Regions from separate parts of the Mus musculus genome. Here regions 1, 2 and 4 are each linked to region 3. The links are chromatin contacts, called in public HiChIP or PLAC-seq, Micro-C and promoter capture Hi-C maps. All regions are on one chromosome and are shown on one strand. Each heading gives the region's core, a stretch centred on a gene start, on an enhancer-like site or on the middle of the called end of the contact. The rest is flanking DNA. Distances are from core to core; before and after follow the strand shown.

What was found. Promoter capture Hi-C pulls out the DNA fragments that hold promoters and counts their contacts. HiChIP or PLAC-seq counts read pairs in DNA pulled down with a chosen protein or histone mark. Hi-C and Micro-C count contacts between places; a contact is called where the count stands out from the background.
Region 1: a RAD21 HiChIP or PLAC-seq map of pro-B cells shows a contact between it and region 3, with 4 times the contacts expected there. The contact joins the enhancer-like site here to the promoter of Khdrbs3 in region 3. A contact is called at or near these places in 10 of 39 promoter capture datasets (3T3-L1-derived adipocytes, embryonic stem cells, hippocampal neurons and 4 more), 1 of 15 datasets of contacts at CTCF or cohesin (pro-B cells), 8 of 115 datasets of contacts at active chromatin or transcription factors (craniofacial prominence, embryonic basal ganglia, embryonic forebrain and 5 more) and 1 of 9 other capture datasets (embryonic stem cells).
Region 2: a Micro-C map of embryonic stem cells shows a contact between it and region 3, with 6 times the contacts expected there. The contact joins the enhancer-like site here to the promoter of Khdrbs3 in region 3. A contact is called at or near these places in 4 of 39 promoter capture datasets (embryonic stem cells, hippocampal neurons and stem cell-derived epiblast-like cells), 5 of 484 Hi-C or Micro-C datasets (embryonic stem cells and uterus) and 2 of 115 datasets of contacts at active chromatin or transcription factors (astrocytes and embryonic stem cells).
Region 4: a promoter capture Hi-C map of second pharyngeal arch cranial neural crest shows a contact between it and region 3, with 7 times the contacts expected there. The contact joins the enhancer-like site here to the promoter of Khdrbs3 in region 3. A contact is called at or near these places in 13 of 39 promoter capture datasets (the 3T3-L1 cell line, the C10 cell line, cranial neural crest and 9 more), 1 of 15 datasets of contacts at CTCF or cohesin (pro-B cells), 32 of 484 Hi-C or Micro-C datasets (the AML12 cell line, LSK cells, Sertoli cells and 17 more), 14 of 115 datasets of contacts at active chromatin or transcription factors (astrocytes, cardiomyocytes, craniofacial prominence and 10 more) and 1 of 9 other capture datasets (liver).

Annotation. Positions count from the first base shown.
Region 1 is chr15:69,613,386-69,616,449 of GRCm38.p6, reverse strand. No RefSeq gene overlaps it. Among named protein-coding and RNA genes, the nearest start is that of Gm23987, 71 kb to the left of the region's middle. Within about 2 kb of position 1,784, at least 12 of the 459 cell types and tissues checked have an H3K27ac peak or open chromatin away from gene starts, as enhancers often do. A contact at or near this core is called in pro-B cells, where this site is marked.
Region 2 is chr15:68,361,690-68,364,840 of GRCm38.p6, reverse strand. No RefSeq gene overlaps it. Among named protein-coding and RNA genes, the nearest start is that of Mir30d, 22 kb to the right of the region's middle. Within about 2 kb of position 1,365, at least 408 of the 459 cell types and tissues checked have an H3K27ac peak or open chromatin away from gene starts, as enhancers often do. A contact at or near this core is called in astrocytes, embryonic stem cells and uterus, where this site is marked.
Region 3 is chr15:68,926,587-68,929,851 of GRCm38.p6, reverse strand. It overlaps Khdrbs3 (KH domain containing, RNA binding, signal transduction associated 3), which reads right to left and starts at 1,432. Exons shown (of 9, transcript NM_010158.2): 1 at 1,019-1,432. The coding sequence starts at 1,106.
Region 4 is chr15:69,578,248-69,581,776 of GRCm38.p6, reverse strand. No RefSeq gene overlaps it. Among named protein-coding and RNA genes, the nearest start is that of Gm23987, 110 kb to the left of the region's middle. Within about 2 kb of position 2,191, at least 4 of the 459 cell types and tissues checked have an H3K27ac peak or open chromatin away from gene starts, as enhancers often do. A contact at or near this core is called in craniofacial prominence and second pharyngeal arch cranial neural crest, where this site is marked.

The sequences.
Region 1 (3,064 bases), core at 535-3,034, 690 kb before region 3:
TCCCTGACATAAATAGAAAACGGTCCATTCTTCGAACAGACAATAAAATTAAAAGAAATAAAATAAATATATTGATGTTATCTGTTGTCTTGAGGCCCATTGTCAACTTAATGGTATGAGTTTGAATATGAATTTAATTGTTTTTTACAGGGCTGCTGAGATGGCCCGGTGGGTAATGTTACTTACTGCCAAGTCTGACAGTCTAAATTCAATCCCTGGGATCCACATGGTGGAAGGAAAGAACAAGTTGTCCTCTGACCTCCACATGTATACATGTGCAAATGTCTTCCTTCACACAAACACACAAAAGTAAACAACTATCCTTTTTTTTTTCTCTTCTAGACATTAGTTGGCTGTAAATTTTATTCACTTTATTTATTTAGGCACTATGCATTGAATATGTTGAATGTGTGTGTGTGTGTGTGTGTGTGTGTGTGTGGCTTTGATGGTAAATTGCATCTTCAACAATAAATTAGGCCATCTATTCTATTTAAATCCTTGTCCAATCATGTATGGCCTACACACATGGTAAAACATCACTGCAGAACTGTGGTTCCCAATCTGGATGGCATTAGAAATGACTAGGACATTTTTGGCCATCTCTAGTTGAAAGAGGATGACTACTGTCTCATGGATACAAGGTAGGATGGCTTTTAATTCCTCTACCATATTAGCAAAGAGTACCTGGATTAACTACTAGCAGTAAGAAAACTGATCATCTTCAGCGTATGGGAAATAAAGATTGGTCCATGGACTCACGAGTTCACATAGGACAAACAGTGATGGTACATCCTGTTACATGATCACTGATGCCAACATGATAGGCAGAGTGAGCTCCCACAGTGCCTGTAGCATAGGTGACCCTGTTCACCTCCCTGAAAATTAGGCTTTTCACCTCTGAAGTAAGAGTTAGAGCAGCTCACAGGCATGCATGGACTGTTAATGGGGCTGTAATGGGATGTTAAAATGGTACTCTTCATGCTTCATGGAGCATGAACTCAACAGATGCTACATTCCAAATTGAGTTGGAAACAGAATACCTTAGGCACTGGGGACGTTTGTGTCACACATGAGGATGAAGAAAGTGAAGGTATCACCCAGATGGACTCTGCACTGGGGTTTTAAAAGGATCTTCGGGATGATCTGATTTCAGATGGTCCTAGCCTGACTAGTGACAACCTTCATTTTTGACCTTCTTTTGTTTCATCACTACAACACTGTGTAGTCCAGGCTATTTGGCCTATAAGTTTTGAGGGGTTCTCCAGTTTCACTCTACCATCTCCCCATAGGACGAACAGGGATTGCAGACCTGCACTTCTGCTCTCAGGTTTATGTGGCTTCTGGAGACTTGAGCTCAGATCTTTACATATACATCTTATGTGTTTTACTCTCTGCTCTATGCTCCCTTGCCTAGATTTGCTGTTGATATATATCTGTAAAGTTGACTAAGACATAACATGCAAGTTGGACCTATCCTAAGAAAATAAGAGCAACTTCAGATTGCAATTACAGAGTCATAATGGTCTTTCTAGGAGACTACCAAATGCAGATGGATTAAGGATGATATCAAGTTGGATAGTAGCCTGTGGCCATTTCTAAGAGAACGATTTAGGGAGATTAAGATCAGCACCTATAACTGTGGGATGTTTTTATTAAGGTGGAGCCTTGAGATATTCAAGAAGACACAAACAAGGAAGTACCCCATGCGAATAGCAATAGTACTTCAGCCAGGAGCTTCCAGGGTCTTAGCAAAACACTTCATCTGAAAGGGTAAGGCAGTCTCTTTATGAGGAACAAAAACCTCAGGACAACACCAAAGTAGTCCTCGTCAGAGTGTCACCTTCTCACTGGCCCCTGCTTGGTGAGATCAAAGTATTTTATGAGTTTGGATCAAGACATGCCAAGTAGGAAACATTCAACACCCCCAGTGCTACATTCCAACACTGTACATCTTCTCAGGCAGCGAGCCTACTATGTGCAGCGAGCCTACTATGTGACAGTGAGCACATGGGTGCATCAATAATGCTGCCGGTACAAAGCTATTTTCACTCTTCACTTCATTCGTGGACAAAACTCAGAATTAGAAAAAGAAGAAGAAGAAAAAGAAAAATCTAACTTGAACAAAAGCTAAAAATAACTAAACTTCCTGTCTCCAGAGATTAGACTGTGGGGTCTGAGTGAACCCCAGTAAGAGTTCAGCTTTTCACAACTTCCTGTCAGTGATCTGGGTATCTTTATCTTCTAGCCACAAACTGTGCTTGAATTTGCCGTTTAAAAGAGGTGAGGAAGTCAGGAAAACTGTGTTTCCATCCAAGGGCAAAGCAAAAATACTGGCATTAAAATGGGTTTTAAAAGTAATGATGAGCTAAAATAAAGTTGTTTTAGCAAATTCAACATCTGTCTGATCTAAGATGTAAAGTAAAATTATTTCTGTCACCCCTGACTCATGTTTGTGGATTTTAGTCTCCTTAGCACTCACTTTGTGCCAAGTGCCTTGTTCACACTTAATGAACAACTACATGCCTTAGTGAAGTGATGGTGTTAATGTTGATGCTGATGGCAGGGACATTTGCAAAGTCCTAATTTCTTGGCTAATAATGTTAAAAGTGAACATCATTTGGAAAAACTACATTTAAAATTTATTTGCATGTAAAAAGAGCAAGCATCCATGCAACATCAATTTTTCATCTCAGTAGAATTATCAACCAAGTGGTTGAATGAAGAGGATTTCATCTTTGCATCACTAAGGGGAAAGCCAGCTAGGAGGCACTGTAGGACTCTAAGGAATACACTATGTCCTCTAATAGCTACAGTTTAGTTATAACTCTCAGATTAATTATAACATTTCAAGGTTTAAAGCAAAAGAGATTCTGGAGTTATGTGAGTAGGACTCTATAGACTGCCAAGTCAACAAAAACTTAGCAAGTGCATAGGACACTGGTCAATTGGGTGACTTGGATAAGGCATTTTATGTGACCAAAATGACATTGAGTAAGTCACCTATTTACATGCAGTTCCACATTCTTGGAATAACCAAACATTCTCACACAGAACACTCAGAGTG
Region 2 (3,151 bases), core at 116-2,615, 560 kb after region 3:
ACTGAGTAATTCCAGCAACCTTTTGGGAATTTAGAAGGGCCACATAAATACTACTAGTTTTGGAAGAAAGTAGAGAACTCAAGAGTGTATCTGCGGAGCTTGGGTCACATTCTCTATCAAGGCCAGGCTTAGATTTGAGGTTCAAAAGCAGAAACAGCAACAGTAGAAATAGTCCTGCAATAGCCAAGAGACTCTGGGAGGCAGACTGTAATTAAGGGGTAACTTAAAAAGAGTTTCAATCAGAGGTTTGAGGACTGAGGAGGTAACCAGCTAGTCTGAAATCTAAGGAGCCTGCCTTCCCCAGATCTGGTCATTGCATGCCTGCAGGTTGGACAACAAACTTCTTTCCCACTTGACCACTGGAAAATGCCGGTTAGCTAAATTACCTTTTCTTCATATACCTACACATTTGAAGAGCACCTTTAAAGAAAACGTGCAGTAAATTAACACCGGTTGAGGAATCAGAGGAAAGGGCAATTTTGTTGATTTTTTTGTGGGTGGTACAGAACCGTTCTCCTCAAATAACTTAAGGGTCCAGCCCTTTAAGTTGAGCATTCTAAACCTCTGCGGGAACGAGACAGCATGAGATTGAGAAGTGATTCCATAGTCACAGGGGAAGATCTTTAACGGGAAAGAGTGTTCCCTGCAAATTTTTATTCTCCTCTTCCTAAAAGGTGGCTTCATAAGCCACAGGACCCTTGAACTTTAAAGGCTATGACAGTAATCCACTGTGATCATTTAATGTCACTCCAGGGAAGGTGGCCGATGCTTTTTTATCCTAACACACACTGCTCTTGAGTTCTAGGCTAGCCTGGTGGTCTACATTATTGAGTTCCAGGACAAAGAGGGCTCCATAGTGAGACTCTGTCTCAGAAAACCACGAGTCCCTTGTACCCACTTGCAAAATTCTTAGGCCATGTACTCCACAATAGCAGCTAGATGTTTAGTGTTTACCACGCACCAGGGAAGTCATTACGCAAGTTCTCTCTTTTAGTACTAACGATCATCTTGTGACAGATTTTCTTAGTATCCCCCCCACCCCTTTTTTCTTTTTTTTTGGCTGGGACATTCAGTTCAGAGTGTTTAACGTGCATGCCCATGATCACACAAGGAGGTGGGAAGAAGTAAACCGTTCTAAGCAGCCACGCGGTCCCAGTTCGACACGCTCTGACCTGTCCCCAATGTCCAGCCTCTTTCTGCTACTCTCTGAACGTCCTCCTTCACCTCGCCCAACTCGGGCTCACACGCCCCCTTTCCCCAGACATGCTCAGTGATGGAGGGAGAGTTTTCGCACTACCTCAGGATATTTTTCACGCAACCTAGCAACCAAGGGCGCCCGCCCCTAGCACCTCCTCTCCATATTGGCCCAATTCCGGGGGACCGCAAGGAGAAGGAGGAGTTTCCTGGACGCCTCGTTACCGCCCAGCGCCCCCCGCGCTGCGGGTGCGTGCGCACGCGCGCTCAGTGAGCACGTGAGCCCCGCCTCTTAACGTGCCGAGGGGGGCGGGTACAGGAAGCGGGAAGAGAGGGGTGGAGGCTGCCGTTGCCATGGCAGTGACGTCAGGCGTCGGGGAACGAACCCGGCCCCTTCCCACTCACACACACGCGCGCGCGCGCGCACACCCAGAGCCATGCACACGCGCGCGCGCACGGCCGCTCTCCTCAGACACACTGGAGGGAAAGGTCAAACTAAAGGCGAACGAACGGAGAGAACGCAGCGAGCGGCCGCCGCGCCGTGCGCCATGACGGACGCGGCCGGGCCGGCTTCCCAGCGGCCGCCGCCCGCGCCCCTCGCCCGCGCGTGCTCGCGACCCCCTCCCCGGCCGCGACGGGCGCGCGACGGGCGCGAGGCGCGCGCGGGCGGGCGGGCGGGAGGTGGACTCAGCCGGGCGGGCGGGCGGGCGGGCGACGGGCGGCGGCCTCTCGTCGCGCGTCTCCGGCCTCGCGCGGTCGGTCGGCGAGAGCGGCCAGGTGAGTGCGACGGGCGCTGGGCGCGTGCGGTGCGGGGCGAGGCGCGGCCTGGGAGGCGCGGCTGACAGGCGCTCGGCCGGCGGGGGGCGGCGCCGCCCCTCGGGCTCGGCAGCGGCTCGGCCCCGCGGCCCTGGGGCAGGTGGGCCCCCGGGCGGCCGCAGCCGGGAGTCGCCGAGGCCACGGGAAGGGCTCGGGACACTTCGGAAACTCCGGCCCGCGGCGAGCTGCCCTCCCGTCCGGGCCGGCGAAGTGCATTTCCCCGCCAAAGTCGCGCGGAGCCAGGACCGGCGCTGGGGGGCTGAGGGCTGAGGGGCCGCAGCTCGGGGCCGGACCGGGTCGCAGACCCACGGACCCCGCCTTTGGGGGACCTGGCACGCCCGCTGGTCGTTGCCATGCCAGTGCCCAGTGTTTGTTGCTTGTGGTTATTTCAGGACGAATGGTTACCAAAAAGTTACTTGGAAGAGAGGGAACTGCTTGAATTGTCATGAGTTCTTTTCCTGTGTGTGCAGGAAATAGGTTAATCTCTCCCTCTCGCACGCCGGCCGACAACTGATTCTTGCCGGTTGCACTTTAAAAAATAAATGCAAACGCTCCGAAATGCGGTAGCGTCTGGGTGAAGTTTCAGGTGTCAGGCTCCACGTTTCACGGGAAGAAACGAGAAGACACCGGAGTACTTGATAGGCTCCGGCACCCCCAGCTTTGGGGCTGGTCCGAGCAGAGTTTAGTTTTGGCTGGCAAGGTTAAGTAATCACGTTGACCCAGTGCCACCCATCAGTGCACAGCTTCCCTCAGAGGAACTCGGGACTCTTCCAACCCAGGTCTTTTCGGACTGTCAGTCGCTAATCCGGACCTTCCTTTCTTCATGGATACATGTTTTGTTTTGTTTTGTTTTTTCTTTCTTTTTAGTTTTAGCAGGATCATAATGCGCGCATGGATCCTGCCTCCTTCTCAGACATTAAAGTGATTTTCCTACATGAACGGCTCTCCAGGAGATGACTTTGAGAATACCAGGCACGCACTCGGACCTGGTGTGCCTTTATTTGGGAGTTTGGAAATTTCCAGTGTAGTGTGTTCAGATTGATAAGAGATGCCTCACCCCCCCCCCCCCAGTAAAAACCAGTCTAAACAGGTGCCAGGTGTATATTAAACTTTAGAAGACTCCCCGGTTTGTGAAAGGTGT
Region 3 (3,265 bases), core at 183-2,682:
GATTCATAAAAATGGTTACAGATCTGACCAGATAATGTTTCTGTCATATCCCTTAAAAAGAAGTATGGAAAAGGAGAGGGGTGAAAAAAAAAAAAAAAAAGAACCAGAGGTTCCCAGACCATCTTCCTCTGAAACATGAACCATGCTGGACCCGGGTGTCGCAGATAGATCCGGTAAAGGCAGGCTTCATTTACCTTCCATCCCAACAGATGATTCAGGAAGCCAGAGGAGAAGTAAACCTGAAGAATACTGTCCTGGGTAGGCGTGCCTCCATAAACCCCAGTGTCCCTGTCCTTGGCACTTCCCGGTTCCTTTTACCACCCGCGCTGGTTGGAGGAGTGTGAAAAATGGCACAGGCGGGTGGATCGTTTGGCAATGTGTTCAACCCTAAGCCTGACACCAATGAGGGTCACCCGACCAGCTTGTCTCAAGAAGAGAAAAGAGCGAGCAAGAACTGGCTCTCTGGCGGGCCTCCTCTACCAAACTGAGACCTTCAAGGGCCGCCTGCCTGCCAGGCTGGCATGAGTGCCCGCCCCCAGGAACAGCAAACTGCCCAGCCGGCGGCCGCCTAGGCACACACAGAAAAACCGTGGGAGAGAAGCTGGGCTCCTCCCTCGGGGCCGCTGGAGTCCTCCCCTCTATCGTGCTTGGAGGATCTGACCCTAAACCTCTTCCAAGGTCCCCAAACTTCACTAACAAACCAAGCACCTGTTCCCTTCACCTCCTGCGCAGCAGATTCGCCCAAGCCCATCCTTATCCCTGATGCGCTTTCTTGCAGCTCCTTAGATACCCCAAACACCCCAGGTCCCAGGGCGTCCCACTCTCTTTCTCTCTGGTGGACTCATCCAGGACCAGTCCAGACACAGGCTCCTACACGCTCTCTGTCCTCCTCCCAGAAGTTTCCCCTGGGTCCACCAGGGTCCCCAAGGAAGAGACTCCAGTCCCTTGCTGATGTCGGGCCTCCTCCCTCCTCTCCGGAGCCGGCTACGCGGGTGCCGTTAACGGCCGCCGAGCTCACCTCGGTTCACCAAGCGCAGGGCGTGCGTGAAGGAGGGGTCCAGAGAGTCCTTCTCCGCCATCAGCTCCGGCAGGTACTTCTCCTCCATGCTCGCCGGCCGCCGGGCCCGCTTCTCCGCCCCGCGGCGCGCGCGCGCCAGCCGCCCCGCAGCCCGAGCCGCCCGCCCCCGGCGGCGCGGACCCCGCCAGGCGCCTCGGCGGCTAAGCCGGGCGGGCGGCCGGGCGGCGGCGGCGGCTCGGGGCGGGCGGCGGCCGCTCAGCCCGGCCCCGTGGAGCCCCAGATCACCGCGCTGCGGGCCGCGGGCTGCAAGGCGGCGGGATGAGCGAAGAGAGCGGGCTGGAAAGCCGAGGAGCGCTGGCCAGTCTTGCTCGCCGGCTGCGACGATGCCTTGCTCTGCCACGACCCGCCCCGCGCGCCACCCCGCGCGCTCTGAGCCGCCGCGCAGTGCCCCGCGCCCTCCCCGCCCCGCCCGCCGCGCCTGCGCGCTATGCTGACCGCCCGGCGCGCGCCGCCTCGTGGGGGCACTGGGACTGCGCGGGCCCGCAGCGGGGACATTGTAGGGGCGCTTCCGGTCCCTAGATCAGGGGTCTCCATCCAGGGCTCCCCGATGAGCGTCTGTAAGCTGTCCAGCATTGCCTTGTATGTGCAGTCTGGGAAACTGAGGCTCATGGGTCAAGTGGCGCGTCCAAGGTCACCCGTCCTAGCCAGAAGGGACAAGGGCAGAGCCTTTGGAGCCCAGGTTCATACTGCCAGGCTCTGGGAACAGGCAGTGCGACCAGACTCCTGGTTTGCCAAAGCACCACGAACTTGCCCAACTTAGGTCGCTTTGCTGTCCGCTGCTATTTGTACGAAAATACCGCCGGGCAGGACTTAAAACGCCAGCCTCCTGAGACCCTTGGCGCAGAAGTCGGTTACATAAAAGCGCCTGCCCTTCAGACTGTCTTTGTCTTCCGAGACTTGCTCCGTGTTGCCCTTCTCCTTATATGGTGGTGTCTGGACGTGGATGAATGAGTCTCTCTAAACTGTCTCCAGTAGGGAACCTACCACACCACGCATGGTGGTGATGTCTTCTGTCGCCCTCCGACAGGCAACCAGACCCCAGCAAATGCTCTCCTAGGCTCCTTTTAGATCCTCTGAGGTGTGTGGAATAAATGTCTCACACTAGACCAAGGACTCCTGAGTCCCTGTTCAGAGGATATCATAACCCCAACCTCGATAACCAGAGTCCCTTGACAGTGCTCAAGACTTCCCTAGAAAAACCTTAATTGCTTCGTTTTTTTCCTCTCCCTGTACTCTAAAGCCCTTCACAGAACTACAACTCCGCTTTCACTAGCCTAGGGCTATCTTGGGGAACAGCAAATTTTGTCTGAGGGAGAGGTCTCTAACACCTGTTGTCAGGGACGGATGTGGAGAGAGCGCCAGAACAGTGTGCTGAAGGAATCCCCCAAGCACCTGATCCCTTTTCCAGCCTTGTGTGGACTTGGTTGCAGGTTAGGTACTACTGTAGCGTCCCCGACAACAACCTCCCCCTTGTCTCTCTTTAGTCAGAACTGGCAAGTGGCAGTAAAATACAGTGGTTAACTAGTTCTGACCTTTTAGCAAACTTAGGTCATTTGTGCCTCAGTCTCTTCATCTATCCTATGGAGATGAGAAAAGATTATTTCTTAGGAACCTCATAAGGATGTACTATTTCACAATCACCAGGCACAAAATGAAAGCCAGACTGTTCTGTGGCAGTCTCCCTCGCATGGCTGCTTTCTGAGGCAGAAGCTTCGAAAGGCAGCAGGCAACACCATCTGTGTGCTCCTTGATGCTGAAGACAGAGCACAACCCCAGCAGAGCAAGCTCATAAGGGTAGATCCTGCTTCTGACCCTGAGCCCCATGCCGGTCTGGCCATGCAGTGTGGCCCAAGTCTGAGCCTCACATCTGGCCCCCCAAGAACTATGTTATGTCAGCAGTCCCTGACATAACATAGTTCTTGGGGGGCCAGATGTGAGGCAGTTGGGGAGTTCTTAAGGGAAGGTTTTTCTCCCTTTACATCTAAATAGAAGCACATGCCTCTTGCTCTAGTCTCCCTAGACTTGAATTCCAGGGATCCTCTGACAAACACTACTGAGGAGAAGAGGCAGGCAGAGTGCCTGGTGAAACAGCGCTCCCTGCCCCGTGTCTTCCATTTTCTGCCTCGGTAGTAGTCTAAACTTTCACTGATGAGTATCTTTATTAAGCAGTTACTAATTATCTTTATT
Region 4 (3,529 bases), core at 942-3,441, 650 kb before region 3:
CATCTCTACCTGTTCCTTTAACAGATTCATAACTATTGGTTCTGTTGCACTTTCTGCTGAACTTATTTTAACCAGTGTCTATTTGAGTCTAGTAGGCACATTGGTGGGTTCGCAGCTGACAACAATTATCTCTCTGCTCCCTGAGTCTATCACAAGCAAATAATTCAGCAGAGAACAATGGCAGCCTCCAACTCCCTCTTCCATCCATATTTAACTGTTGAGAAACCCATTCTTTTGCTAACCCAAGGCCGAGATCTCTATTGGCTCCTGCTTTGCCAGGAGATATGTCACAGTACACATCTGTAGAGACCTTAAGCCTCAAGGGGATGTTATAACAGTCTTATTCAGGGATGAGCAAATACAAATCACTTACTCTTAGCATCCTGCATAGCCATGAGTTTCTACATTCTCTATCGTTCACTAGAAGGAGAGGCTTCTCTGATTAAGGCTAAGAGTCATAGTTGCCTATGGGTATAAACTAGATATCTAGAAGCCAATTTGGGATTGGGTCAAGTTAACTAATGTGGAAATGCTAATTCCATGGTCTGCTTCCTTCAGTGTGTGGGAGTTGGTGCTTCTGGATATCATGGCTGCTCAAATTTCAGGATGCAGAAATGGCCTGGAGGACAGAAAGGCAGGAGCAACAAGCAAGGATTCCTTCTGCATGATGGGTCTTGGCAGAGTTGTTATTAGGATGTGGACCATGCAAACCTAGAGCTACTTACGATATACCATAGACTTAACAAAAAAATTACAACCAAAAAGGAGGTGCAAGATCAAGAACACAGAGGCCAGGTTTTAAGTCTAGAACCTGATTGCTCCATACCATCCCCATTTGTAAAAGACAGATACATAAATATGAAGAAAAAGAGAGAGAAAGAGAGAGAGAGAGACAGACAGAGACAGAGAGGGAAAAGAAAGAAAAAGAAGAAAAGAAAAGAGAAAAGAAAAGAAAGACAAAGAAGTTAAAAAATGCATTAAACTTACATTTATTCATTCTTGTATTTTTGTCTAGCAACTAAGTGAAACCCAGTCAATTGTTCTGGGTAGTTTATTTTCATATTCACTGTTGGTCAACACTTAAATACCCATCCCCTGAACAAACTTTCATGATATAACTCATCTAAGCACAGATACATGTCTCAGATTCTAAAAAGCACAGTGTTAGGGTTTTTTTGTTTGTTTGTTTTATTTTGTTTTTTTCTTGAATGTCATTGGCCATACCTCATTGCCACACAGTTTTCTCATGGTACTTTCCCACTGCCCAATAAACCAAGGTCACAGGAGGACGCACGACTGAAATAATAGCATGCCAAGAGCCTCTAGTATCAATAGACAGCATTTAGGTAAGAATATATGTAAACTTGTTCTCACATGTTCAGAAGGACTGTGGAATAAAAGCAGAGCTTACTATGAGAGCAAAACTTTCTGGGTTTGGATCATCAGCATCCATGTAAAAGCTGTGTGTGGCAGTATCGTTTGCACTGAGCAGGTGGATGCTGAGACTCAGAAATGCTCCATTATAGCTGAAAAAGTGAACTTCTGCTGCAGTGAGAGTTCCTTCTTCAAAATAATTTGGGAGAGAAAATAAGGGATAGCATTTCCATCAATCTCTGGGCTCCATCAGCAAGCATGCATACATGTATGCATACATGTATGCATATATATGTACACACATACATATGTACAGCCACCCAGAAAAAAAAAGGAGAAAAAAAGGCAAAGGAAAAGAAAGAGGGAGAAATGAGAGTGAGAGGAAGGAAAGGAGAAAGAATGGAAGAAGGGAGGGAGGGAGGGAGGGAGGGAGGGAGGGAGGGAGGGAGGGAGGAAGGAAGGAAGGAAGGAAGGAAGGAAGGAAGGAAGGAAGGAAGGGAAGAAAGGAAGGAGAGGGAGAAAGGGAGAGAGAGAGAAAAAGGTAGAGAGGATGGAAGGAAAAGAAATCGCTGTCTTACATTGTGCACATACAAAGAACGTGTTCTAAATCCTTGTGAAAATGTCAGATTAGTAGTATTTCAACAGAATTGGACAAATTCTCTTGGGCCTGTCCAATAAAAACAAAGGAACAATATAATAACCCTCTCTTTTCAGCTTCATTAAGTAGGGAATTGGAGGTAAAACTAGAAGCTAGACAGCACTAGGGAATTTGATACATGTCTTTTAAAGGACTTTAAGAGAACAATTATGTAGACAGGGTTCTGCAGTTAAAATGAATCTTAATTGAATCAGTCTGGAAAGAGAAGCTTGGATTCTATTAAAGGGAAAGTTTAAGGGATTCTTCATAATCAACTGAGTTAATTCAAAACATTCACAGTCCATAGTGCAGGGACTAAATTGAGAAGACAGAGAACAGGTCAGTAAGATGATTCCCTTTATTATAACATCTGTTCAACAAAGTCAGTTCTTCTTTCCTCGATGGGCAACATTGCAGAAGCAAATGGAAAGTGGAAAGGGAGGCTAAAAATTGAAACCTGTAAAATCAGTGAATGTCATATGGGATGTCCAATCCCATGAGGTCAGTCCTGGACACATGGATGTATGAGTACAAAACTAAATGCACTCAGTATGTTATATGTGTATGTCTATGCATATACATGCAACAATAATTTAAAAGGAGATCATGGATTTGGTAGATGTTGGTGGTGGGGAAGCAGAAAGGCGGAAGTGATATAGCTGCTGTGCTCATGTATTGAATTTTCAAAAATTATGCAACTATTTTTAAAAATGTACAAATTAACAAATGGTTAATTTAGATTGGAGCATTCATAGTTATGTTAACAGATATAGTCACGATGGAAATGATAAAAACATAAAGGCCTTTCCTAAGGACAACATAATTTACTCATTACTAGGCACTGTGGGAAAAGAGGATCGGAGCACTAGACAATGTAAAGAACTAAGCATTACTGAAGTCAGTCTATGGAGATTCCCCAGAGTAGAAACTGTCTTGGCTATTGCCATGTTTACAACACTCAACAGCAGCAAAAACTGATTCAGTGGTATACATGGTACTATTTTTCTAGATCACAGCAAACGAATCAGAAGTGTTACTCTAATCTATAACATGCATGAAGGTTATTATCTACTACTGTATTAATTTCTTTCTCATTGCTGTAGCTAAATACATGACAAGAAGGGACTGAAAGGAAGAAGGGTTTATTTTAATTCCCAGTGTGAAGTAATACAATTTGAGGTGAATCATCAGGGCAAGACAAAATGGAAAGAGGATGAAGCAGCTGGTCATATTGTTTTCACAGCCAGAAATCAAATGGTAGTGAATGGGGTTTTCTACTTAATGACTTCCTCAGATTCAGTTCAGTGTTCTAGCCCATTGGAAGGTATTACTTACATCACTGGTTAGTAATCTCTCTATAGGTAAACCTTACAAGAATCCTTTGCCTTTACACACACACACACACACACACACACACACACACACACACACACACACACACATTGGGAGAGAGAGCAAGAGTGCTAGCAAGAGAGAGAGGGGGAGGGTTTCTACAGTGACTCTAAATCTAGTCAAGTT